2 separate regions of the Drosophila melanogaster genome follow, and region 2 is linked to region 1. A link is a contact called in public Hi-C data. All regions are on one chromosome and are shown on one strand. The core of a region is the stretch at or near the end of the contact, and the rest is flanking DNA. Distances in the headings are between cores, read along the strand shown. Region 1 holds the start of Abl (Abl tyrosine kinase). Region 2 holds the start of Cpr73D (Cuticular protein 73D).

Evidence for each region. Hi-C and Micro-C count contacts between places; a contact is called where the count stands out from the background.
Region 2: a contact with region 1 is called in a Hi-C map of the Kc167 cell line, with 1.9 times the contacts expected there.

What each region holds. Positions count from the first base shown.
Region 1 is chr3L:16,643,109-16,649,220 of dm6, reverse strand. Abl (Abl tyrosine kinase) reads left to right here and starts at 1,339. Exons shown (of 8, transcript NM_001300156.1): 1 at 1,339-2,411. The coding sequence starts at 2,078. It overlaps Baldspot (baldspot,), which reads left to right. Exons shown (of 5, transcript NM_140652.4): 5 at 1-779.
Region 2 is chr3L:16,954,526-16,960,624 of dm6, reverse strand. Cpr73D (Cuticular protein 73D) reads left to right here and starts at 2,936. Exons shown (of 5, transcript NM_001316452.1): 1 at 2,936-3,600; 2 at 5,093-5,299. It overlaps Ogdh (Oxoglutarate dehydrogenase), which reads right to left and starts at 5,803. Exons shown (of 13, transcript NM_168704.4): 1 at 5,582-5,803; 2 at 5,083-5,297; 3 at 1,409-1,526; 4 at 1,203-1,340; 5 at 741-920. The coding sequence starts at 1,504. Obp73a (Odorant-binding protein 73a) reads right to left here. Exons shown (of 4, transcript NM_001347747.1): 4 at 5,683-5,745. The coding sequence ends at 5,683.

The DNA of each region.
Region 1 (6,112 bases), core at 90-2,589:
AAACACTAAGTTAGTCTATTGTTCCAAGATCCAGAGCGCAAATTGTTATTGTAAAGTAATAAACTGTTTTCAAATCTGTAAGAACAAACAATATTTATAACAGTCGAAAAGACGTCTGATAAAATGTTGCTGACTGACTGGATTAAGTCGAAGCATTGTCATAGTCACCAATAAAATATTTTTGAAATTTTAACATATATTCCAGTCAGTCAGTATAGTTTTAACCAGTGTGTCAGTCATGCTGCAATACAAAAAGTTCGATTCTGTTAGGGGAAGGCATTTATTTAGTTAACCTGTGTTAAATGCATTTGAATATTCCTTCAAATTTCTTGCTGCTTTTTGGTAACTTAACAAAGCCACAGAAAGTCCTTGAACGTAACAAAAAAAAAAAAAAAAAAGAACGTAAAATAATAATAACCAGAGAAAAATTAAATTATATTTATACTTGTAAGCGAACAGAACAGAAGAGATCGCATGTGAAAGAGCAAAACCGAGAAAATGAAAAGCAAAAGTCCTACTTGAAAAGTTAATTTAGTGTAAGCGAGGAAAATGTAACTGAAAATGAAATCGGAGCAGAAGCTGAAGGAGGATCGTGTGAATGGAGAGAAGGATCGATTGATACTGAACTCTAGCAGGAGAGAGAAATTGAAACGAACAAACTTGAAATTTCTGTCGGGTATACATACTAAATAATAACTAAGCAAGAACACTAAAGATTGAGAATGCTAAACAAAACCAACGGATAAATAAAACGTAACAAACGGAAAAGGATGGAAAGTATTGCAGTTGTATTTATTAGTCGGGCTAAATGGGAATTTATGAATACATCTAAAGGCATATTATAAAAACCGTAGCTTGATTATTCGATGTTTTTAAATGTCAATTACATTTTGATTTGAGTCAGTTTTCTCTTAAAATCAATAAACTAAACTAGGGTTGACGCAATAGTCGAAAAAATTCGAAGTGTATCCATGAAAAATTAAAGATAATGTTATAAGTTGCATTGCATTGAAAATCTAAAGAGAATAAACTTTTCCTAGAAAGCTATATCAAGATTCTTTTAATTCAAATTATGTGTTTTAAACGTTTGAATTTAATTTTTTTTTGAACAACCAAAAATTAGTGTTCACAATCATGGAGTTTTTAAGCACTGGCTTACTAAGCTAAGTTAACCACCCAACCAGTCCGTGTCGCGCACCCATCATATTGCATTAGCCGAGTTTCTTACCAAACTAGCGCTGCCAACGCGTTCGTAAGTACTAAGCATTTATTATCAATATCGATACGTCTATCGGTATGCTGCCAAGTAGGGTATGTTTAAACGACCGACAAGCGGTCACACGAGTGCAAGTTGGATTCCAATTCGATCCGTCGCGGTGCGTGGAAAAAATGCACAGATGTAGATAAATCAGCAAGCAACGCTAGCAGATCAGATAGAGCTATATCGTCGCGAAAACCGATTAATTTGCCATGTTCAGCGGATCAGCCTGCGGATCAATTAAACCGTAAAAAACAGAGCAGGCGAGCGTAAGCAAGAGAGAGAGGTGAAGCCAGAGGCGGAGGCGCAAGACAAAGTGCATTTTCAGGGCGTGTTTTTGAGACCCCCCTCGCCAGTTAAGCTCACCCAGCCTCCCAGCCGTCGACAAGAAGTTTGCCGACACAACATTTTACCAACATGCTGCAAATTCGCAATTGCACCTGAGCGGCCACTAGAACAACAAATCAGATAAATCGCAAACTTCCTTTTTCCTCCGTGCGTGTGTACTTCTGTGTGTGCGTGAGTGTCTCCAATCTTTTTTGTCTACTCCAAAAACGCAGAAAGAGAAAGAAAAATGTGTGCGTGTGTGTGTGTGAAATAAATTAAAGCAAAGCAAAAGGCAAAACGGCAAATAATTGAGCAAAAGGCCAAGAGAGAAGAGTTAAAGCTGAAGTATATAACAAGAAAAGCAAAGCAAATAATAAGTAGTAGTAGTAAGCGAATAAGCCGTAGCAGCAGGAGCCGAGAGAAGAGAGAGAAAAGTGTACAAGTTGTTGTTGCTGCGCAAGAGCGAAAAACCACCCAACCACCCACTGGCAAATGGGGGCTCAGCAGGGCAAGGACAGGGGCGCCCACTCGGGAGGAGGCGGCTCGGGGGCCCCCGTCAGCTGCATCGGCCTCTCCAGCAGCCCAGTGGCCTCCGTTTCCCCCCACTGCATCTCCAGTTCCAGCGGCGTCAGCAGCGCCCCCCTCGGCGGGGGCTCCACGCTCCGTGGCTCCCGCATCAAGTCCTCGTCCTCCGGCGTGGCCAGTGGCAGCGGATCGGGCGGAGGCGGTGGCGGATCCGGATCGGGGCTGAGCCAGCGTAGTGGCGGACACAAGGATGCACGCTGCAATCCCACCGTGGGTCTCAACATATTCACCGAGCATAACGGTAAGTTCCTGCAAGTGTTGGAAAACAGGCATCGAAAGCATGCTAAGTACACAGAGCAAAAAGCATATTTTCAAAATTTGAAAGCCTTGTTAAGTCAAATTAAACGAAAAACGTCTGTACATAGTGCACGCTCAATCAAAATCGTTTTTATAAAATTAGGTGTGCACTAAAATTTTGTTTTCTATTCGAAGTTATTTAGTGGTTTGATCATTTTGTGTTTCGATTTCTGTAAGCTTGACTTATTTCTCATTGGTGTTTCTTCTTTTACATTGGATCTTAGAATTATTTTCTTGCACATTGTAGTTTGAGTTAAAAAGGCATCAATCGTAGAAATCATCTGGACCAAATCGATCTGTATAAGTGTTGTGTAACATACATATAAAAGTCAGAGGATGCACAAACATGCATACATTTGGAGGTCCCATTCACTTACACACTAATTGTAAAAAATTGCATGCAGCCTCCAAACTCAGGTGTAAATTCCATCATAGTATTGTGACTTTTCTTATTATACATGGAAATTGTTGTTGCTGTATTGCCAATTGCTCAGAGTTGTGTTATCTCACATCCACCACAATCATTTCAATTCGTGATGAAATCTTTTGATATTCCATACAACAGTTTTTAAGGACATTCAAGAAATCAGTAACTAAAAACTTATTCAATGGGGGTACTTTCAATAAAAAAATGCTTTTTTAAGCGTGCTCTTGCCATTAAATCTCTTTTGTAAATATCATGTAAGTTTTGATTTATCTGCCAGTTTGGGCTGCACAGTGTTGTATTTATTGTTCATAAAGTGCAGTCCACTCGGCTTTCCCTTTCCCCCTCTCTCCTTCTTTATGATCCCCGCCCTTCCTCTATATACGCTGCTTTCCAATTGAGCCAATTTCTTTTTTCCTCCATTTCTTCCGATTATATAGGAAATTATTGTTGTTATTGCCGGCTAGTTTCATACTTGTTGTTGCTTTTCCGCTGCTTTTGTTTACTGGAGAGAAGGAGAATGAATGAGAAAGAAAAGTGAAGGAGAGAAGAGAAAAGAGAGAGAGCAGCACGCGTTGCTGTTGTTTTTGTGCTGCTTGGGGCGGTTTCAATCCGCATTCGTGCTCTCCATCATCCTTTATCCTTCGGCCTTCCTCGTGGCACCCTTATCCCTGCCACCCGCACAGTGGTTGAAATTGCGACCCACAACACCGTTATCCCACCCCCGCTGACATATTGCCATTTCCTCCACTTTTCCGCATTTCCCCTTGCATTTTTCCTGCCCTTCACGCACTCACGCACATTTTTATTTGCCTCATTTTTTTGTCTAATACTTTTCCATTATTTGCCCTGCCAAGCTGCATAATTTTTTCTTTACATCCTCCCCGTTTCCGCATTTTCCGCACACCCACTTATTGGGAGACATTTGCCGTTTCTAATAGCTTTTTTATGTCCATGTCGACGAAGTCCTACCACAATAGGACCCACAATCGGGTGGCATTCGGGATTTTCTCAAGACTACCGGAAAAACATTTGTCAGGTTATAATAGTTACGCAGACTCAGTGGTAGAACTTTTTTTTTAACAAAAAGCATAACTATGTATGAGAATACATGACGAGGGTCGTATTAATAGTAAGGTAGTTTTTTAACTTGAAATCGTGTTGCCTTATTCCCCTGACAATTGCAAGCCATTTTCGCAACAGCTGTTTCAAACTGAAAGTGGACTTTTCCGAGTTTTGATATTTACACGCGCGACAATCTGTTCCTAAATGTATTAAATCCATAAATTTGCTTAAGTTCGAAAATTGAAATTTAATCCTTTATTATTTTACTTTTTAACTTTTGATGTAAATACTTCCTTTTGCAAACTATTCATCTCCCAAACGAATGGCTTGGCCAAAGTATTGATTTTTCCTTGGCACTCCAAGCTGAGCCACTTTTCCCAGATGATTTACAATAAGCTGTAGATTTTTCTTCTTGCTCTTCTCAACTGGAAGCCATTTCTTATCTCGCTCTCGCAGAGGCTTCCGTCTCACCAAGCAATTTGTAATCAATTAATGCTATTTTTATTATAATTAGTCGCTTATTGTGTGCATTAAGTTCAGTCAATCTCTCAGCTGGTACGCTGATAAGCCGGTTTTCATATAAATATTTATTGACGCTACTATTGAGTCATCGCTCCGTGCGATGCAATACATATGTACATATGTATGTGACCATCATCGGAAAACAAACAAACGACATTTTCCAGCTTCGTGCGGTGTTATTTCCCAGAAAAACACAGAAAATTCGCCAACGAAAATGCACATCTATTTGCCAAACTAGCAGAGTCTGTGTGTGTCTCATCATCCAAAAAGGTCGAAATGGGGGCCTGCAATTGCCTTTTTCGTGTGTCTGGCCTGCGAAATGCAATTACAGAATTACAATGTAAAAACGGTGTGTCTGGCTCAGCAGATTACAAGGCAGCACAAATCCCAAAAACCGAAACGGAAAGCCAGCCAGCCGGACTCACCGCAATTGTCAGTCCGGGTGGATCTCGGACTTTTAAGTGGGCGAATTTGGGGGGAAAGTCGCGCTATGCTTCTCCGACTCAATCAAAGTTAAATCCACCCACCACACACGTAACTAGGCACAGTGGGATAAAACCATTAAGTAATTGTTGAAACTACAATATTACAATAGTAAACACATCGTTAAGTATTAAGAACTTGTGTGCATATTGTTATCTTCAAGTAAACAATTAAGGCACTTAATAAATACAAGCAAAGGTGTTAAAGCTCTATTATTTTTAGATTTTTAAATAAATTTGCAGTCTCAAAAATTAAAAAATGGCATAAATTTCTCTTGCTCTAATTAACAGAATGTAACAGAAATAAAAAACAAAGTGAATGAAATTCTTCGGCTTATTACAGTGCTTTAGGCTTTACAGTGCTTTAAGGCTTCTTAAAAGATAAGAAATTAATATGACATTTTTTAGACTAATAATCCAGCTACGACGTAGCAAAAGCAATGTTCAGAAGGCGTAGGCGTTGTGCTAGTTGCCATTGCAATTGCAATTTCATAACCTTGTTGTTGGTCGTAATGCGATACAATGTAATTAGATACTTTGGGGCGGCAGTTGCATTGGCCAAGGGATTGTTGGATTGTGTGTCGCCCTGGGAAAATACCATAGAACCGGTGCAGATGCAGATGCATAATCAGTTGGAGACGCCTCAATGGAGTTGCCAATTGCAGTTGCAAATGCAGCACTGCTGGAAACCCGGGGCCACCGTAGCCACCACTTTGCAACCAACTCACGCAAGTTGACGACTCAAAAATAGACTCAAGTGGGAGAGAAGCCACAACTCTTTCCATCGAGGAGAAAGAAAATGTGCATAAAGTGCGTTTGTCCCTGCACTTGCAAAAGAAAATATGTTTTACAAATTCCACAACTTTTCTGTATTTTGAAACCAGTCATTTTGCTATATCATCAAAATATTTTGGAATTTAACAAGTGTTGTTTGATAACCATTTACAGTTACCTGGATTGGTTTGCAATTTATTTTGACCATAATACATTTTACACTTTGAAAAATGTATGCATGTCTACATTGTAAATTAATTGTAATTCTGAATTGCAATGTAAGCGGTAAGCATTAGGAACTCAAGAGAACTAATACATTATGCCACTTTGAAATCAGAATTTAACCAAATTATAAACTTTCAAAATTTTCTTGAGCCT
Region 2 (6,099 bases), core at 1,687-4,186, 310 kb before region 1:
ACGACGTGCTAGCCCATCCTTGCAGACGGTTTTTTCGCGAGTCAAAATTCCAAGCGGATCCAGATCAGATGCCAAATGACCTCGTGACTATATGGTACATACATATCGTAGACAGATTGGTTGATTATATGTAAAGAGGTGTACAGGGTAGATCATAGGACATAGGTATATCAAGTTAAATGCGTACGCCAGGAAGTTATCGTATGGCTTTAGAAACTTAACAAGCTAAAAAACAACAGGCTTAACTTTAGCAAAAATGTATATCATATGCAAATTAAAATTAACTGCTTCTCTGGCAATTTAATCAGAATACCCTTGGATAATTGCAAATAATTTCGATATTTATTTATCTTATTAGCTAATGAGGAATGGTGCAATCAAAAGTGACAAATCCCCTTAATATATAACTATTTGGTGAACCGAAATGGATGTGATCGAACAGAAAACCAAACTACTCATGAAGGAGTGAATGTCTAACTCTATGGATACTGTGGATGGCGTGGGTGAGTCAACGAAGTATTTTCTAATCTACCATGAATACTGGATTCGAAATGATTTGGTCTGGGTAAATGGACAATTGTGAACACACATAAGGGGGGGCAAAGGCAACTCTACTGATCATAATCTAAACATAAACATTAACTGAACCTAGGAGAACAAAACAAAAAGAGCCAACTCTGGCTGCAATCTCCACCGATCGGCTGGAAACCAAGTAATTGAGCCAGCACGAGTCGACATACCTGGTAGCTCCTGATGATGGCCTGGACGGCCAGATGGTCGTCAATGGTCTTGGAGTCGGGCGCAGCGCCGGCGACGGCTCCTCCAAAGTTGAAGGCGGTCAGCGGCAGAGTGTTGGCCTGCACGGGCGCCAAGTTGGGCGGGCTAACGTAGCTGTTGCTGCGGAAGTACGCGTCCCAGGACTAAAAGAAGAATGAATCAATAAGGATTTATTGTCATGTCATTTATTGTGAATGCATTATTCCAGGATCACCGTTTTATTAGGCTTTTATTATATTTTTTATTGCAGAGAAGTTTGGTTCCCTTTAGTATAAGCTCTTAACATTTTTAAGTGGTTTTTAAAAGGTAATAAAGCACTTCCGCTTCAGAAATAAACACTAGAAACTGGTTTATCGATGACTCAAAATCAAGAGTTGAATTTAAAAAGGCGCAGAAATAAAACCCTGTTTAATAGGGATACTTACGGTGTGCACGGAAGTGGGATCCCGAAGCCAGGCGTTGTACATCTCCTCCACGTAGGAGGCGGTGCTGCCGTTGGCAAAAGGTTCGGCAGCTGCGGAGTTGTAGGTGCGCACAGCGGCCGCTGCAGTTACCTTGGCCATCTGCCAAAGATTGGGGGCTCATTAGTTGGGGTTTTCTTTGGAGTTATGGTTATATCGACCAAACTCACCTGCTGACTGCTGCTGCTCTTGAGCAGCCATGTGGCGAAGTTCTTGTGCGCCATCGGCGACAAGGCCAGGCTGAAGGCTGTGTGGGCTCTATGCATTTTGTAGCTTTACAAAATAGAACTGAAAGAAAGAGACAATCTTAGTGAAGATCTTATCAGCCCACTATTATATCACTTCCAACTGATTAATCGATGGCGGCTTTGTTGACAAACAAGCCACGTAAAAGATAGTGCCAGTGCCACCCCCTAAACACCGAACTCCTGACCCTCGGCTGCTGTAAACGCGATAAGATAGCCTAGAAGTTTTTACGTCATGGTCATGTTCTGGGTTTTAACTGTGTCACCGATCAACCGAATGTTCCGAACTCGTTGCCAGGCCAGTGGGCCAGTTATGAAATTCCCTCACGCTCACGAAACAAGTTCACAATTGAATGGATGCGGGGGGAATTTACATACGTCCAAAGCCAGACTAGACCGTTGAGATCGGGGGATCGCTTGGTGGAAAAAAGCACACGTGATGCCATACGCCAGTCCGTCGCTCGCTTTTTTGATAATCAGCCAAGAAATGGCGGAGATACTTTGGCCCCCAAATATAATGGTGAAATGGGGGGGTTTTATATAGGGAGAGCCAGCTGCTTTTTGCGCAGTTTGTTCGTTTCCCAACTTTTAATCAGTTGTGAATATTTGCCCTCACTTTTTGTTTGCCGTCTCCGAATCACAGTGAGCATTCACCTGGGTATTTGGCCCAAAACGAGTTTGCCCAGATAACGCAAAGGCGTCAAGAGCGAATGTCCCTGGCTTGGAGTTATAAATTCCTGTGGTCCATGACTAAACGCAGAACCCTCTAGACGCAATTCAGTGATAAGAGGAGGGCGCTTAACCGGCCTCCAGTCATGCCACGCCAGCACTTCCAGAATTTGTCAAGTTATTAATCAAATTATTGGCGATAGGCTAGCGCGTGCGGATGTCGTAATTGAATCCCTATCTAAAGCCAGTCGTGCAAAAAATACGTACAAATTGAATGAAATTCGGAATGAGAACTTATGGGGCAACGAATGCGTGGCCAGGTCACATGTCTTATCGACGAACGCATGCTGGCCAGACGATCCAAATGAAGTGATTACAAAATACTGGCCCCCAGATATGAGAGCACAAAAAATGAAAGAAAACAATTGGAACGGCTAACCGGTTTGGAGTGGTCAAAGCTAAGTATTTGAAAGTGCATCACTCGGGTTATTTGATTCGGTCATAGCTACAATTACAGTTACATTGTCCACCCCACAATAGATAATTCAATTTAGCAGCCCGACATTTTCTTTCAGTGTCATTTATCTGTTTGCTTGTTTTGTGCTGGCGCTTTTCACATACTGCTTTCCCTGCAATTATATTCTGCTCGACGTCGATGTTACGAAAACACATTACATAAGTGCAAAAAATAAAAAAACGAAGAGCTGCTCGCGTGAGAGCAGCTGAGTTATTAGAACGGCCAGATGATGGAGCTAATTAGTGTGAAATAGTCCGACGGATGAGCTTGCAGTTCCACAATTCGAAGCATGACTGGAAAAATCCATTAGGCTTTCGGTCGGTGGAAGGTCTAGTTCCGACTGTATATGCACTGCACCGCGGTGGAATGAATCAAGACACCGTATAATATATACGCATATACTGCATGCGATTGCTCCAAAAACCAACCGAATATATGTACTCGTCGTACTCGTATCCGTATCTCGCAGATACGCGTCAAACGTTTGTTCGTGCTGAGTGCTGCGCGTCGACTGAAGCGAAAATACAAAAGCGGCCGCCTTCGAGAGTGAAATATAAAATTTAGAAATCGAATTTGCTCTTCACGAACCGCCGAGCGGGCTGCAAGCTTGGAAGAAAAATACAGAGTGTGTGTGTGATAAAAACACACAAAGCGGCCACATGACAACTCGGCGTTGTATCTTTATCTTCTGGCAAAAGGGGGTTGGGTCGGTCGCCGATCGGTGGACCTGATAACAGTCAGGTACATACTCATGTATCTACATATTGACCGCACTTCCTCCGTTTATCTAACCGCCTCGCCTCCTGGTTGTTGCCCATGTCTTGCGTATTTATAGCCCGAATTTGTTTACAACAATCCCAAAGTCCGTTCGTCAGCCGGCATTTCAAAGAATGCCGCCCACACAGCCAAAAACGAGAGGAGAGAAAAAGCGGTATGATATACACAAAAAAATAAAATGTATAATACATTCATAGAACTTGTTTATCACATAATACCAAAGACAACGAGAAACAATATTAAAATACAAAATGTTTGTATATCTAAAAGATTTCTCAACTCAAATTAAATTTGGTACACTATCCAGAATCACATCTTAACAATTTCTTAACATATTTTTCACAGTGCATTTAATAGGTCAAGCGCAAGTGAATTTGTGCGTGTATCAATTACCTTTCCGCTAATCAATAAAGTTTCAAGTTCACACACCAGACACAACCATTTACCTTGATGCGAGTGCGAAATTAATGAACACTCAAGAGGCACCGATCATTAGATACTCTTAGTTATTTTAGAATTGTTGTATTTTATAGTATTTAATAGTTTAACTTTCTATCGAAAAAAATGTATAATGTAGAAAGTTATATAAAAAACTATTATTTGGTTTTTGTGGCAAAATGTAAATTTTAATGTTGCTCTAAAAAATAGCGGAAATGGTAATTTGACTATCGAATGATAACTATGTAGATATCAGTGTACCAATTAGTCTAAGACTGAATAAAAGCTATTATCGTAGTTGGCGTAAAACATTAAATTGCCATGATACCCTATAAAAGGGTATAAGAAGGCAAGAGAGACGCACTCAGTGGGGTTTTGCATTCCATTAAAAAAAAACCCTGGACGAGCCCCCTCTAGGCGAAGAAGAAGAAGAGCGGTCCAAGGGCATGAAGTAATTGCGGAGCGGGGTGCGAGGGGGAGGTAGAGGTTCCGTAGTACTATAATACTTTTGTGGTTACTATTCCCGATCTGGGGCCTTTGCAGCCGACTTATGATAGGTTGTGGCAGATGATCCACATCCGTCAGCAGAAAAAAATAACTAGTTGTGCTGCCCCAGACAATGCGGCCGCGCGCTTTCTTTGCGGTTTGCTGTTGCTATTGCCATTGCTTTTGATTGATGATTCATTGGGCGGCGGGGAGAAAAGCACACGCGGCACTCGGTCAATTGCGTCATCAATGCGGCAAGTTAATTTTACAAAAAACCACATGTGACGTCGCCGACGTCGCTTGTTTTGCATTGCGAAATTTCACTTTTCATTTGGGGCGGCCGGCGCAAGCGCTTTTCCGCCGACGAGACGCCCACCTGCACTTTTCCAATTATATAAGAACAGTCCTTGAAATTAAATGGGGAAAAACGTTGGAAAATACCAATCAAATGCCTGCTAAATGCACTTTTTAGAAAGGGGAACACGCGGCAGTGTCTCATTGATCGCTGAAACGATGATGGTAATTCCTGGAATTCCACATGATGCAAAAGCGGACCTCGAATGTGGGACAAGTGAAAAGCACGCGAAATGCGAGTTTTCCGCTGAATCCAGTACTAAGTCTAAATGGACCATAGCCCCGCAGACTTTTTGCAAATTAACGCACATGATTTGATTATTTTTACACTAAACTTGCTTAAAGTTTAAATATTTACGTTTTTACAGCCGAAAACTTTTGCGTTAGTGGTGGGACTGTTAATGCTAGCGCACGGCCTGGACTCTCAAACATATCGAAACGCTATCGTTTTGTGCCAGATATCGATTATTTTTACAGTTTTGGTGAGCGGTAACACTAGCATACAGAGCTTATTCCTATGCGACTGCAGATGGCGCCACTGTGGAAGATCATGAAAGGCGCGATGTAAAAAGTCTGTAAGTAATATGTAAAGAATTCAAAATTTTTCCGTAATCTACTTAAACCATTTGATACCTTTAATTTAATAATATAGGTTCAAGATATTATTATTATTATTATTATTTTATTATTATTATTTTTTTGTAACCACGATTGGGTTGACTTCTGCTTGACACTTTTCCATTTTGAATATCCGTGAAATCATATCAAGTTATTTAAGAAACATTGAAACGAAATTTTCAAAAGAAAAGCGAGAAACATATGTTTAGTAATTTCCAACAATGTTTGAAGCCACCTACATTGTTTTTCTCAGGAATAGTCGCAATAGTCGCGGCCTGACACAAAAACTGGAATTCAACTTGCACTAAACCATTTAATTGCTACGCACACTAGACAGAGACTAATATCTGCTGTATTGATCCAGACAGTAGCCGGTAATTTGGTCCGATATACAGTCAAAGACATTGTAAAATCCCAAATAAGAAGACTTTACTCGTTGAGTTTTTGTAAGAAAACTGATTTTATTTGGAAATATCTTCGGTTTAAATAGGTGACATGAGAATCGCATCTTAAAGTAAATGGCCTACGCAGAGGCCTACGTAAATAGTCCCCGCCTTATCGAGGTCCCACGCTCGGGCACATCTGCCTATCTTGAGCGGCGAGGACCTTATCTGTGGTCTCCCACTAAGGGACTATTTTAGGAGGCGGGGAACGATCTCAAGTGACTGACTCATGTAGTGTGCACTTAAATTACATGTTTTTGAGCAATGCACCCATGTCGCCTTAGATAACAAAATCCTAAATATAATTTATCGCT